Linked DNA regions of Sus scrofa: regions 2 and 3 are each linked to region 1. The links are chromatin contacts, called in public Hi-C and HiChIP or PLAC-seq maps. All regions are on one chromosome and are shown on one strand. The core of a region is the stretch at or near the end of the contact, and the rest is flanking DNA. Distances in the headings are between cores, read along the strand shown.

The links. Hi-C and Micro-C count contacts between places; a contact is called where the count stands out from the background. HiChIP or PLAC-seq counts read pairs in DNA pulled down with a chosen protein or histone mark.
Region 2: a contact with region 1 is called in an H3K27ac HiChIP or PLAC-seq map of skeletal muscle. The contact joins two enhancer-like sites. A contact is called at or near these places in 1 of 47 Hi-C or Micro-C datasets (embryonic fibroblasts) and 2 of 2 datasets of contacts at active chromatin or transcription factors (alveolar macrophages and skeletal muscle).
Region 3: a contact with region 1 is called in a Hi-C map of liver, with 2.3 times the contacts expected there. The contact joins two enhancer-like sites. A contact is called at or near these places in 8 of 47 Hi-C or Micro-C datasets (alveolar macrophages, embryonic fibroblasts, fetal skeletal muscle and 5 more) and 1 of 2 datasets of contacts at active chromatin or transcription factors (alveolar macrophages).

The regions. Positions count from the first base shown.
Region 1 is chr14:65,552,656-65,556,424 of Sscrofa11.1, reverse strand. ARID5B (AT-rich interactive domain-containing protein 5B) reads right to left here. Exons shown (of 10, transcript XM_021072755.1): 5 at 2,693-2,805. Among named protein-coding and RNA genes, the nearest start is that of ARID5B, 150 kb to the right of the region's middle. Within about 2 kb of position 2,359, at least 21 of the 83 cell types and tissues checked have an H3K27ac peak or open chromatin away from gene starts, as enhancers often do. A contact at or near this core is called in liver and skeletal muscle, where this site is marked.
Region 2 is chr14:65,258,631-65,262,407 of Sscrofa11.1, reverse strand. The region is part of intron 5 of C14H10orf107; the gene reads right to left. Among named protein-coding and RNA genes, the nearest start is that of C14H10orf107, 110 kb to the right of the region's middle. Within about 2 kb of position 1,832, at least 17 of the 83 cell types and tissues checked have an H3K27ac peak or open chromatin away from gene starts, as enhancers often do. A contact at or near this core is called in skeletal muscle, where this site is marked.
Region 3 is chr14:65,912,467-65,916,301 of Sscrofa11.1, reverse strand. No RefSeq gene overlaps it. Among named protein-coding and RNA genes, the nearest start is that of ZNF365, 53 kb to the right of the region's middle. Within about 2 kb of position 1,466, at least 1 of the 83 cell types and tissues checked has an H3K27ac peak or open chromatin away from gene starts, as enhancers often do. A contact at or near this core is called in liver, where this site is marked.

The DNA of each region.
Region 1 (3,769 bases), core at 1,110-3,609:
TTGGAAACACATCTGTGATTTAAAGGAAAGAACATACTGCATACTGGTTTCCCTTTGCGCCTCTTCTATGTTCCCGGCCTTTGGAAGGTGCTTACGGGATGGAAAGAATCATTTGCCATCTATCAGCGGAGGCCTTTCATTGAGACCCAGGCTGAGAAGATTTCTCTTGTGTAGTGACCATATGAATAGGCATTCGCCCCAGACCTGGATTTGGGCTGGACAACACACTCATGACAGCTTCAGAGAACTGGGTCGCCTGTTCTCCATGTGACTTTTGCTATCCTTGGAAAGCCAGGCAATTCTCTTGTCCCTTGGAAAACAGAGTCCTGCCAGCTAGTTTTCACATTCTCATTGAAAGAGGGCCACCTTTTGATGGCGATAGGCAAATTATTGATGTGCTTGTCCTGCCATGCACGTGGCACACTGAGTGGGTTTGTACTCTAAGAGCTTTGTGCTGTGGAGCTGCAGGAAGCTGGTACTTATCCATGGTGAGAAATGGGCTGTTTGAGGCACTTTTGAAGGAAAAAAAAAAAAAAAAAAAAGTCACACAGGTCTTGTTCCTCAAGCCCAATTGTCACCTGAAATGCTGCTACCAGTTCATCAAATGAAAAGACCACCAACATCTTTTTAATGGTCCTGGCCCCAGATGTGGCCTGTGCATCTGTGGGAATTGGACATCCATTTGTTGGTGCCAGCAGACAAGCCCACCGTTCTTCATACCTACCAGTCTTTCTCTTCAAGGTGAAATGGTCTTTCCAGATCCACTGGAAGCAGACAAGGCAGGACTGTAATCCAAGGCTCCAAGATGAACCGGGCATCTAGACCAGTCCCCAGGAGCTGACCGCTGAGCAACATTCACCTACTCACCATGGAAACCAGTGATGGAAGGATGATCCTCCCAGTAAAGATTCTGAATGGCAGCGCTGGTGCAGACGGGGTAGAAAGGATCTTTTAGAAAACCCAGGCTTGGCTACTGTCCCTCCTATGAAGAAAACATCCAGAAACAGCAGATACAGGACAGAGTCCAGTTGTCTTCAGTTTTGTGGGTCCTTGTATGAGATCTAAATGGCCTTCCACAGAGAGGGAGGTTAGAGGTGCTGTGCTTATTGATCAGTTGTCTGAATTTTGTAAAACTCCCAGGGCATACTTTGATGGTGACTCCAGATGACACAAAAAGGAGCTTCATCCTGCTGGGCTCAGGTACAGAACATGCTGGGAAAAACAGATGAAGTCACCTGAGAGGTATGGGGCAGGGCGCCAACACAAGACATTGTCAGTACAAGCTCTGCTGAAGGCTCCAATCCTGAAACCATCTCGCTCCATTCTGTAGTATCCTGCAAGCCATGGCATAGGGAATAAACGGTTCCAGCTGACATCCTTCAAGACCACAGAAGCCAAAGCCCTAGACAGGTAGTTCTAGGGCCAAGATGTCCAGGTTCCTAGAAAATGTCATTCTTGGTGTCCACACAGACTCACTCGCAGAAGATTAAAGGGACAAAACAAAAATAACTTTAGAGAAAAACAGATTTGTTTTTAACCAGTAAACATACATGGCTACTGGTTGATCTCTTTTTACCCCTTGCAATCTTGGAAGCACAAGAAGTTTTAACCAGAAAGCGCTCAGAACTTCCTTGTGAAACAATCATTCTTGAAGGTAAGAAAGGTAGTCTGGGATTTGCTTCTTTACTCTGGGAGGACGTGGCAGACTGTCGACACAGAACTGAATTGGTGCTTTTCTACATCCGCATCTTGCAAATTCACCGATAATGCTCCCATTTTCATAAGTTTAGTTCTTGGATCTGGAAACGTGGTGTCAGTTGAAATCCGGGCTTCAGTTCAGGTCCTAAAAGGGCTACTGCTGTCTTTGGCACAGAAACAACACCTCAACACAAACACCCCTTAAACGGAACCATGGAAATACGATCCAAGCCCACAAAATTTAAAAAGATAAGCCTAAAAATATGAAGTGACACTTCACCCCTCATGGTGCTAAATACTTCAGGCATGGACTTCCAAGATTCCAAAGAATGCTTAGGCAAAATAGCCCCGAGTCCTGAAAAAAGAGTCTTAGCATTTGGACTTTCACTCTGCATTAAGAATCATCTTTAAAACCAAATAAATGTATATATGAGTATAGGTAGACATGTTAAGTATTGTGTTCTAGATCTTTAATTTTATTCTAAGGTAAATGAGAGGTGATTTTGAAAAAAAAAAAAAAAAAAAACTTAGAAGATTAATTCTGGCCCCTTCTAATTTCGTCCTCTGTTAATCTCTGAAACATATTTAGATGAATGCATTCAGAAAGAGGATGGTTCAGCTGGTCTATTTTTGATCCAAGCTGGGTAAACTATGTCATTGTGTCACCTACTATGAAATCTCAGCCTCAATGACGTGGGCGCTTAATCATCTATCCTTTACTCAACAGGCCAAACTGGGAGGTGGGAAGTCTTTCTGTTGACTAATCAGAATGCCCACACTGCCCCTCCCCCTGCCACCTCCCCCACCCCTGGGGGGCGGGGGTGGGGGTGGGGGAGGTGGCAGAGGGAGCAGACCCAGCAGAGAGCTGCAAATACCAGAGTCAGATTCTAAATTGAAAACTGCCACCAAGACACAGGAGCAGAGAGATAAAGAGAAAAGGGAAAAATAAAAACGATGCAGCCAAAACGAATACCATGGAGCTGAATGACCGTACCTTGGCAACGGCTTTGCCATCAGAATTGTTGTTGGAATCTTTGCTGCCACTGAATGAATCTCTCCTCTGCGGGCATGGTTTCTTTTTGCGTGGTCTGCCTTTAAGATTTGGCGCTGGAAACAAATGGAGAACAATTGAGAGACATTCTCATTAGCTTCCTCACTACAAACCAAGAATCTTACTACAGTGGCGCCCTTTAATTGTTCAGAGACATGTCCACATCTGGGGTAGCCTCCCTCCCCCAAGATCTCGATGGACACTACACTTCTGTCCATGTTTCCCAAAGCCAAGCTATGACACTTGAACATGTCTAATTGACATAAATATAACGAAGCCCTTAGTTTTAAAGGATGTTGATAAGGAAAACGCACTTCCCCAGTGTTAGAAAAGACAGCCCTTAGCCAGGCTCCTTCTTTGCTTTTTGTTTTGTATCTTCTTTTTAGAAACCTAAATGATAATGCCAGCCCATTATGGTATCAAAGTAATGTAACGTTTGAAAACATCTCTCTTGGAAAGTGGAGACGTGAGCGTTTTCTCAAATTATGAGAGAGAGGAATTCACAATAACAATTTGAAAAATATTACATGCATTTACTAATAACGTCGTGACCAGCATGTTTCAAATCTCTGTGAATCTGGCAGGTACATGTAAATCAGCATGCTCTCTTCTCATTTTCAATATCTATATAGTTTTAAGGAAGATCTTGGGGGTTATTTAAAATAAATTCCAAAGATCACACAACAGGAGTTAGCTTGATTCCGTGGAGATTATAACTTTTTAAAAGCCACAGACAAGACCCAAAGCAAAGTTAATTTTATCTTGGATACTGAGCTTGAATCCCTTTAAGAGCCTTACAGAAAGGAGTTGCGGGGGAAAGGCTGCTGTTTATTGAGTGCTACATTCAATTTCACCCATCATCCAAGTCAAACAAAATGCAAACAAACCAACTGACTAGCCCTTGAAGAATTCCAAATTAATGAATTATACCCCAAGCAATTTCTTTAGGACTTTTTAAAGTACCCCCACTTTTTATTACTTTAAGGTATGATTATGACCATGGAAAATCCGAACAACTCG
Region 2 (3,777 bases), core at 583-3,082, 290 kb after region 1:
ACTCTGTTTCCATATATTCTCAATTTTTAAAATACCAAACATATATCCAATGCCCTTTTATTTGATGAATTCCTTGGACCCAAACAACTTCTCTTTCAGGACTTAGCATGACATAATTAGGTAGTTATGTGGCATAGTCAGGACTAAGGCAAACCAGCTTATTTAGAAAAGGAGAGTGTTTACTTCCAGCTTTCAAAATTAGAAAATCTGCTCCTCTCCCCTCTCCCAATTTATCACTCTTTTTATCTTTTGTTTTTCAGCATCCAATGTGACCTGTGGTTTCCCAGTTTGAGTTCAATTCAAAAAGATTTCCTTTAACAAATTTCGTCAAAAGTAGAGTTAGGGCATACAGGGCATATTTCAACATGTCTTTTTTTGTGAAAAGTGAAATACCAGAGCTCTTAAAACTACTAAGTTCAACACTGTATGTTTGATTCTTAGATTGACCTTATCTTGTAACTTCCTCAGGATGAGAGATGGTTCCATTATAAATAGTTAGAAAATAACTAATTCTTTTCAAAAATATTTTTAGAAGCCATTGAAAGTATATTTGTTTAGCTTATTAAGTTAGACTCTAAAAGGCTTATCCCTGAACTCAGTGTAAAGTATTTCAAGCAGTTCTGACAGTGGGTAAATTTTTGTTTGGTTTCATCTAGGGTGTCTATTTAAATTTGAGGTTTTTAATATTTAAAAAATTGAGGAAATAATCCTCTAAATTATTCCTTGTTTTAAGAATCGAAAATTAAGAATTAGTATCTGTCAATTAGTGAAAATAGTAAGGTGAGTTATGTAATTATCTTTGTGGAAAGCCTATTTAAAATACAAATTTAAAATTCTGATTTTATAAATGTTGCTTTTTAATTACATCTGGTGATAGCTTATATGAAGATGAAGCTATTTCATGGCATTTATGCTTGAAAATACTCTTTTTTGTACAAGTACCTGTAATTTGCAGAAATATAGGAGACTATAAATCAGAATGGTTAGAAGAGAAACTACAATAGAAGAGCCCTAAGTCCTTGGTTCTAACCTGTCTTTTTTCATGGACTTCCTGTTATTTTCACAGTTTAAGTTATCTGAGTAAAGGGAGGCTGAAGCTATTTGGATAAAACTATACATGTAATTTACTTAACTTCAAAGTATATGGATTGAACTGAACTTCAGTCCTTGAAATCATCAGTTGGAGAAAAAAAAATCATAAAACTGTATTAAAGTTTATCTCATTTAGAAATATAAAGCTGTTTTTTTTTTTGATTAAACTAGAATGTAAGTTCGATGAAGCCTTTAGAGAAGTCAACATAATATTATTATTCTGACCTCTTAGACCCAAGATGTCTATTTTAAGTAATCTGACATTAAAAATGTGCTGACAAATATAGATTAAAAAACAACACAGGAAGTTGTAAATCAGTTGGTAAGCCTTAGCATCAAGGAAATAAGAGACCAAGAAAATATACTCATTCACTTCAGTCAACCTCAACCTTAATTTTTAACTAAAGAAAATTTGCAGAAGGCATGATGTTTACATTTTGGATATTTTATTCATAGTTTGTGTGTGTTTCCTTTTTCTCCAGTGGGCTCATAAATTATTACAAGGAAACATGTTGTCACAGTTATAAATATTTTCCTCTCTGCTTAGCTGCAGTCACCTCCCTCCCCCTCCTTTTTAAAATCTCCACTAACTGATTCTTTAACTGTATTAGGCACTCTTTGGTCAGCAGGGCAGGATTTTCTTGCTTCTGAGGAAACTGCTCCTGTTGATTACTCTTCTGTGCCCCGCATTCTAGAAACAGGGCTCTTTCAGGAAGCACCCAGGCCCTTCCTTCTCTGCAGGGCAGCCCCTTATTATTTACATGAGGGTGTCACTGTTGCAAAGACCTAAGAAGAGGCTTGTTTTCCCTTGCAAGGAACAGCTCTAGGTACTTTAAGGTTCCGAGGCTTTTCATGGAATCTGAATTCTTGGAATTCTTGGAAATTAACTACCAAACTGATTTTGTGGACAATAGCATATACAGCAAGATTTTTTTTTTTTTTAAAATCAGAAAAGACCTTTCATCTATAAGCTGTAAATCATGCTCGTTTAGTTAAAACCAGACAAACCGAACTGACAAGAACTCTGAAAAATTTAGGCGGTATCTATATTCCAGATTTTAATGTTTCAGAAATCTGGATTCCCCCCACCCCATAAACGTGTAGTCAGTCCTAGACTGGCTCTGCCACTCAGCAAAGAGTATGTCTGAGATGTGGTTTCTTTATTTGTAAAATTAGGGTTTAGACTAGGTCATCTCTAGTCCAGTGACAGATGTTATATCCCATGTTAGTAAATTTCAAGTGGCTTTTTCTCTATTTATACAAGACTCACAGTCGCCAGCCTGTGTAGACCCTCAGATTCAGTGTTTTTATGTCATGATGTGGAAGATTATTTGGATTACACACTCAGTACTTACTGGAATCTTAAACAGGCAGCAGCTTGTCCATTTATTTCTACTTAACTATCTTTTCCAACCAGCTCCTCCTTCCTTTGCTTTATCTCTCAGTAACATTGACAGCTTCTTGGTTACCAGACTCAAAACCTCAGTTGTTACCTCTTCCTTTTCACTGACGTTAAATCAGTCACAAAATGCGTCGGGGGTCACACCCACCGGCTTCTTCTTCGTGACAATGCTCACTGGGTAGGCTTCAGATCAAGGTCTTGCCTTAGATATCTTGAGCTCCAGCCATACTGAACTACTTGCTTGTACCCAATATGCACAGTGCCTGGAATATAGTGGGTGCTCAATAGATATTTATTATATGGAAAAAAAAAAAGCATGGATGGGGGTGCTTTTCCAGCTCAGAGTCTTGCCTGTGTTACCTCCTTTGCTGGGAGGCCACGTCTCCCTCTTTCCTGCCAGTAGACACTCCTTCTGGTCTTCCAGGAAAGCTCATTCACCTCAGTGATGTTCTTCTTGTGCTTCAGGGTATTTTGCGTGTTCCTCTTGATAGTACTTGTTACCCTGTACCTTGAGTGACAGCCACGTGTGAGAGATCTCCCATCACTTTGTGGACACTTCTTGAGGGCAGGGACCATGCCTTACTGATCTTGAGACCCTAGCTCAGGTCTTTGTACACAGGAGGCATTCATTAGGTAATGAGTCTTTCATTAGGGTTTTTCATTTAAAAATTTCCTGGGATGTCAATCTTTTTAATCAGCTATGGTTCAGTTCAAAGTTGTTGTGAAAAATGATACCACTTGGAGAAGCAAACCTAATGGTTTACTGTTGCATCAGTGCAATGCCTGTATTTCTCAGTTATGAATGGAGCCCTAGAGTATTTGATTAGCACAATGTAAACAACTGAACAGCTTTTCACTGACTTGACTATATTGCTTGAACTGACTAATAGCTGTCTTATAGACATGGTGCAGTTTAAAATTCTAGACACAGTGCAGTTTAAATTCAGAGATACCACTCTCCCACTAGTTCCTAATGGAAGTAATATCAGAAAATTGCTAGATTTCTTGAGCTGCCTGACTCCAGGGGGCATGATTCACATTGTTTTCCATGGATCGTTTGCCAGCACCCCTGACACCCAACGCAATGTGAATGGTATCCACTGGGGCTGTGGCAGCTCTGGCCACCAAGGGAAAAACAATATTGATAATGAAAAAAAGTAGCTCTCATTTACTGAGAACTTGCTCTCTGCATGGCACTGGGCTAGTTAGAAAATACACTGAAATGATTAGGTCCTTCAATTCACACCATATTGTGAGGAGAGGTTTTATTGATCTCATTTTTT
Region 3 (3,835 bases), core at 217-2,716, 360 kb before region 1:
GAAAGAAAGAAAGGAGTTCTCGTCCTGGCTCAGTGGTTAACACATCTGACTAGGAACCATGAGGTTGCAGGTTCAATCCCTGGCTTTGCTCAGTGGATTAAGGATTCGGCAATGCTGTGAGCTGCGGTGTAGGTCACAGTTGCAGCTTGGATCTCACGTTGCTGTGGCTCTGGGGTAGGCTGGTAGCTATAGCTCCAGTTAGACCCCTAGCCTGGGAACCTCCATATGTTGAGGAAGTGGCCCTACAAAAGGCAAAAAAGACAAAAAAAAAAAAAAAAAAAAAAAAAGAAAGAAAGAAAGAGGAAAACATTGAAAATCAGCTATAATTTTAGAAAATAGATTTTGAAAGTTTTAAGAAGCAACCACAAAAAAAAAAAAGAAGAAGAACAAATAAATTCATGTAAGCCTCCCCAGTTAAAATGGCAAAATGTAGAATGGAAGATTTATCAGATTTTTTTTTTTATGAAACTCTCCTTAAAATGTTATCCATTCTTACTTCATTTTTAATCCAGAATCACATTCTCTGTTTTGTCTTGTCCTTATTTTTGAAAGATTACTTAATTGCACATACCCTTAGATCTAGAAATTCATCATAAACATACACTCCCAAAGAATTCTTGGATGTACAGTTACGGCAATAATCGAACCCATAAAAAGCAGAATATATTCATCAATAGGAGACTGGTTTAAAAAAAGTCAACATGGTATATACATAGACTATATTGCTATTAAAAGGAGAGAGAGAAGAAAAGAGATTTTGGACATATTATAAAGAGAACTAAGAACAGTATGCATGTATGTAGACTGCTCTATGTGAGTTTGTTTTTTGAGAGTTCATATACACATATATATGCTTTTGCATAGAAGAAAATCCTGGAAGGATACTTAAGAGCAGGACTATTTTCACTATTAGCATTACTACTTTAAAATAATTTCATAAGTAATAAGAAAGAGCAAGTAGGGGGGTGGGAAGCCATTGTGTTTTTCAGGATCTGGGGATGTTGGCCAAAATCAGTAGGTTTGTTGACCTATTGGTAAAAATTAATCCACCCAAGCAGGGCTGCTGGAACTGCAACCAGGGAATGTGATAGAGACAGATGGTGAAACACTTGACTTATACCAACTGCTTTGGTTTTCCCCTTTGGCCAAACACATTAAGAAACATTTAAAAGGGAAACACTATAATTATGCCCTACATGATAAATAAAAACAGCAGCAAAATTATAGGATTAGACTCTTAATCCTTATTACCACCTACTTAGAAGACGGGTGTGACAGCCATTCATTCAGGAATACACCTGAGGCCACACCTTATTTGTCATATTACATCTTGTTTGTCAGATACCTTATGCTTAGTATTACAGCAGAAAGAAAAATAACCACAGAAATTCCACCCAACAAGCTATCCAAATTAGCTGAGTGTTTGCATAGCCCTAGAAACTTTGCCAATGTCTCTTTCTCCTTCCTATTTGGCAGCTTGCACTTTGGTAGTGAGTGATGAGAGATTGTTTATAAAGTGTCATCAAGCTAGCATTTCCTGTTCTCTCGAGAGTTTTAGTTTTGTGGCTTGTAAAGCTTAAGGTAAAAACTTCATAGGGGTATATTCCACTCTATTTATATTATGTTATACTATATATCTTAAAATAAAGAGGGCCTTCACCATCTTTTTGTTTTTAGGGGAAAAAAAATGAAAATTTCATGGATATATAGTTCTGTTAAAGCCTTTCTCAAAAGCAATTTGAGGTCTATAAAACAAGAGCCTTAAAAATGTCTTTACTTTTTGAACTGGAAATTTTACATTTATAATTCCATCTTAATCGAAGAAGTAAACAAGATTTAGATACAAGGTTGTTCAAATTATTACTGTCATAGTGGAATCATTCTTCTGTTGAATAATAGAGTTAAATCAGCTACAGTGATTCATATGATAGAATGGTACAGTGTCATTAAGAATATTAGTGACAAGGTTCATATAAACTATTATTTATAATGTTAATTGTAGCTCTTTCTGAGATTTGGGATGATTTTATGATTCCCCGTACATTCTAAGTTTCCTACAATGAATCTTTTCTCTTATTACCAGAAAAACACAAATGTAAAAATGTACTGGTTTTCATGAAACTTTGTTCAGTAACTACCACTTACCCATTGAGAACTGGTGATTGGTTCCAGTCAGCCCTCACCTAGGAGTTGGCCCTTACTCACAGTAACCTCAGCAGCATCACCATCATTCTATACATGCCAGCAGAATGGGGCTGTAACTAAGTAAGCCTCTATGGCAAGCACTTCTAGTGCAAAAACATCAGAACTTTAATTTTTCCCCAGTTCTAATTATGATTCCCAGTGGTAGGCATAACATCCAGCTTCACACTGTCTTAGTCTCTGATAGGCAAAAGAGAGACACCCCCCCAAACCATCAATACAAAGGAACCTCATTTCTCCCCCTGACATTATAAGCCAGTTATTGAAACTTGCTGAGAAGTTAGAAGAATGGCATGTTATAATGTCCCTAATAAATTGAACTGTGGATAGATATTCAGGGAGTTACCCCACCAACACACACCCACACACAAATGCGCACATGCACACAGAGTTTAAGAGTAATAAACTGACTCCCAACTTGTTACTAACAGATAAATTTTTTCATCTTGTAGTTTATTTAAAAAGTCATAATCTGATTCTATTTGTTGTTTACAGTAATCTCCACTTAAGCATTTTGTGAAAGGATATCAGAAGGGCTCAGCAATCTTAAGGAAGTTTATCTTAAACAACTTCTTTAAATGGCAGATATGCTTATGATAAATCAGTTTTTAACAAAAGCCACTTTGAGATTTTTAAGGCTAGGTGTGGGAGGATCAGTACTTAATACCATTCAGTATCTATTTAGTCAACACTAGCCATGTGTGAAACAGTATTTCTCAAATGGATAAGGGCTGAGATTAGGGCATAACCGGACATGCATAATAGGCAACAGTGATGACAAGCACTCCCACTTTTCAAGTGTATACCCACTGGTTTGCATGGAGGCTGGGGAGCTTCCTGAGAGAATTCAGTGTCCATGACTAGAATTGACGCACAGTTATTTCTTGGAGACAGAATCAATTGTACAAGGAGACAGAACGCAGAAGTGTGCTAAATCCAGTTCCTATCAGTTAAAGAGAGCCTGAGGTGGGCCTCTCTTCCCAGCACCCTGTTTAGGGTCCACACATTCATAGCTTGAAATTGACCGTGTGAGCATTTATACCTTAAAATGGCAAATTATATAAATCAGGGCCTTCTTCACCCTACCCTGCCCCAAGCCAGTTAGTTATAAAACATTTATTAACACACCACTGGGAAAGCTTCTGAAAGAGGACACATCTAGGGAATGAGGTGTCTGGAGTGACAAACCATGTTCAGTGTTACTCAAATGAGTTTTACCCCACCAATCCTGGAGGCCTGTGTGCCCTGGGAATGCCCACACTATGGAGCCCTCTAATGTTGGGCTGGAAGGAAAGGGCATGAGATCTAGCATGTAACTTTGAGTACATGTCTACTTCCCATGAGTCTTTAAAAAAATCAAATATTTCCGATCTCGCAATAGGCACAGTGTTCTTGCTCAAGAGCTAGGGTAAGGAGTTCCCTGGTGGACTAGTGATTAAGGATTCAGCATTGTCACTTTCATGGCTTGGGTTTGATTCCAGGCCCAGAAAGTTCCACATGCTGCAAGTGCAACCAAAAAAAAAAAAAAAAAAAAAAAATAGAGCTGGGATAGAAGAGGCCACATGAGGTGAATATCATAACATCTACATCCTGACACGTTTCCTGCTAGGTCCTGTCTCCAGAAAGACCAAAA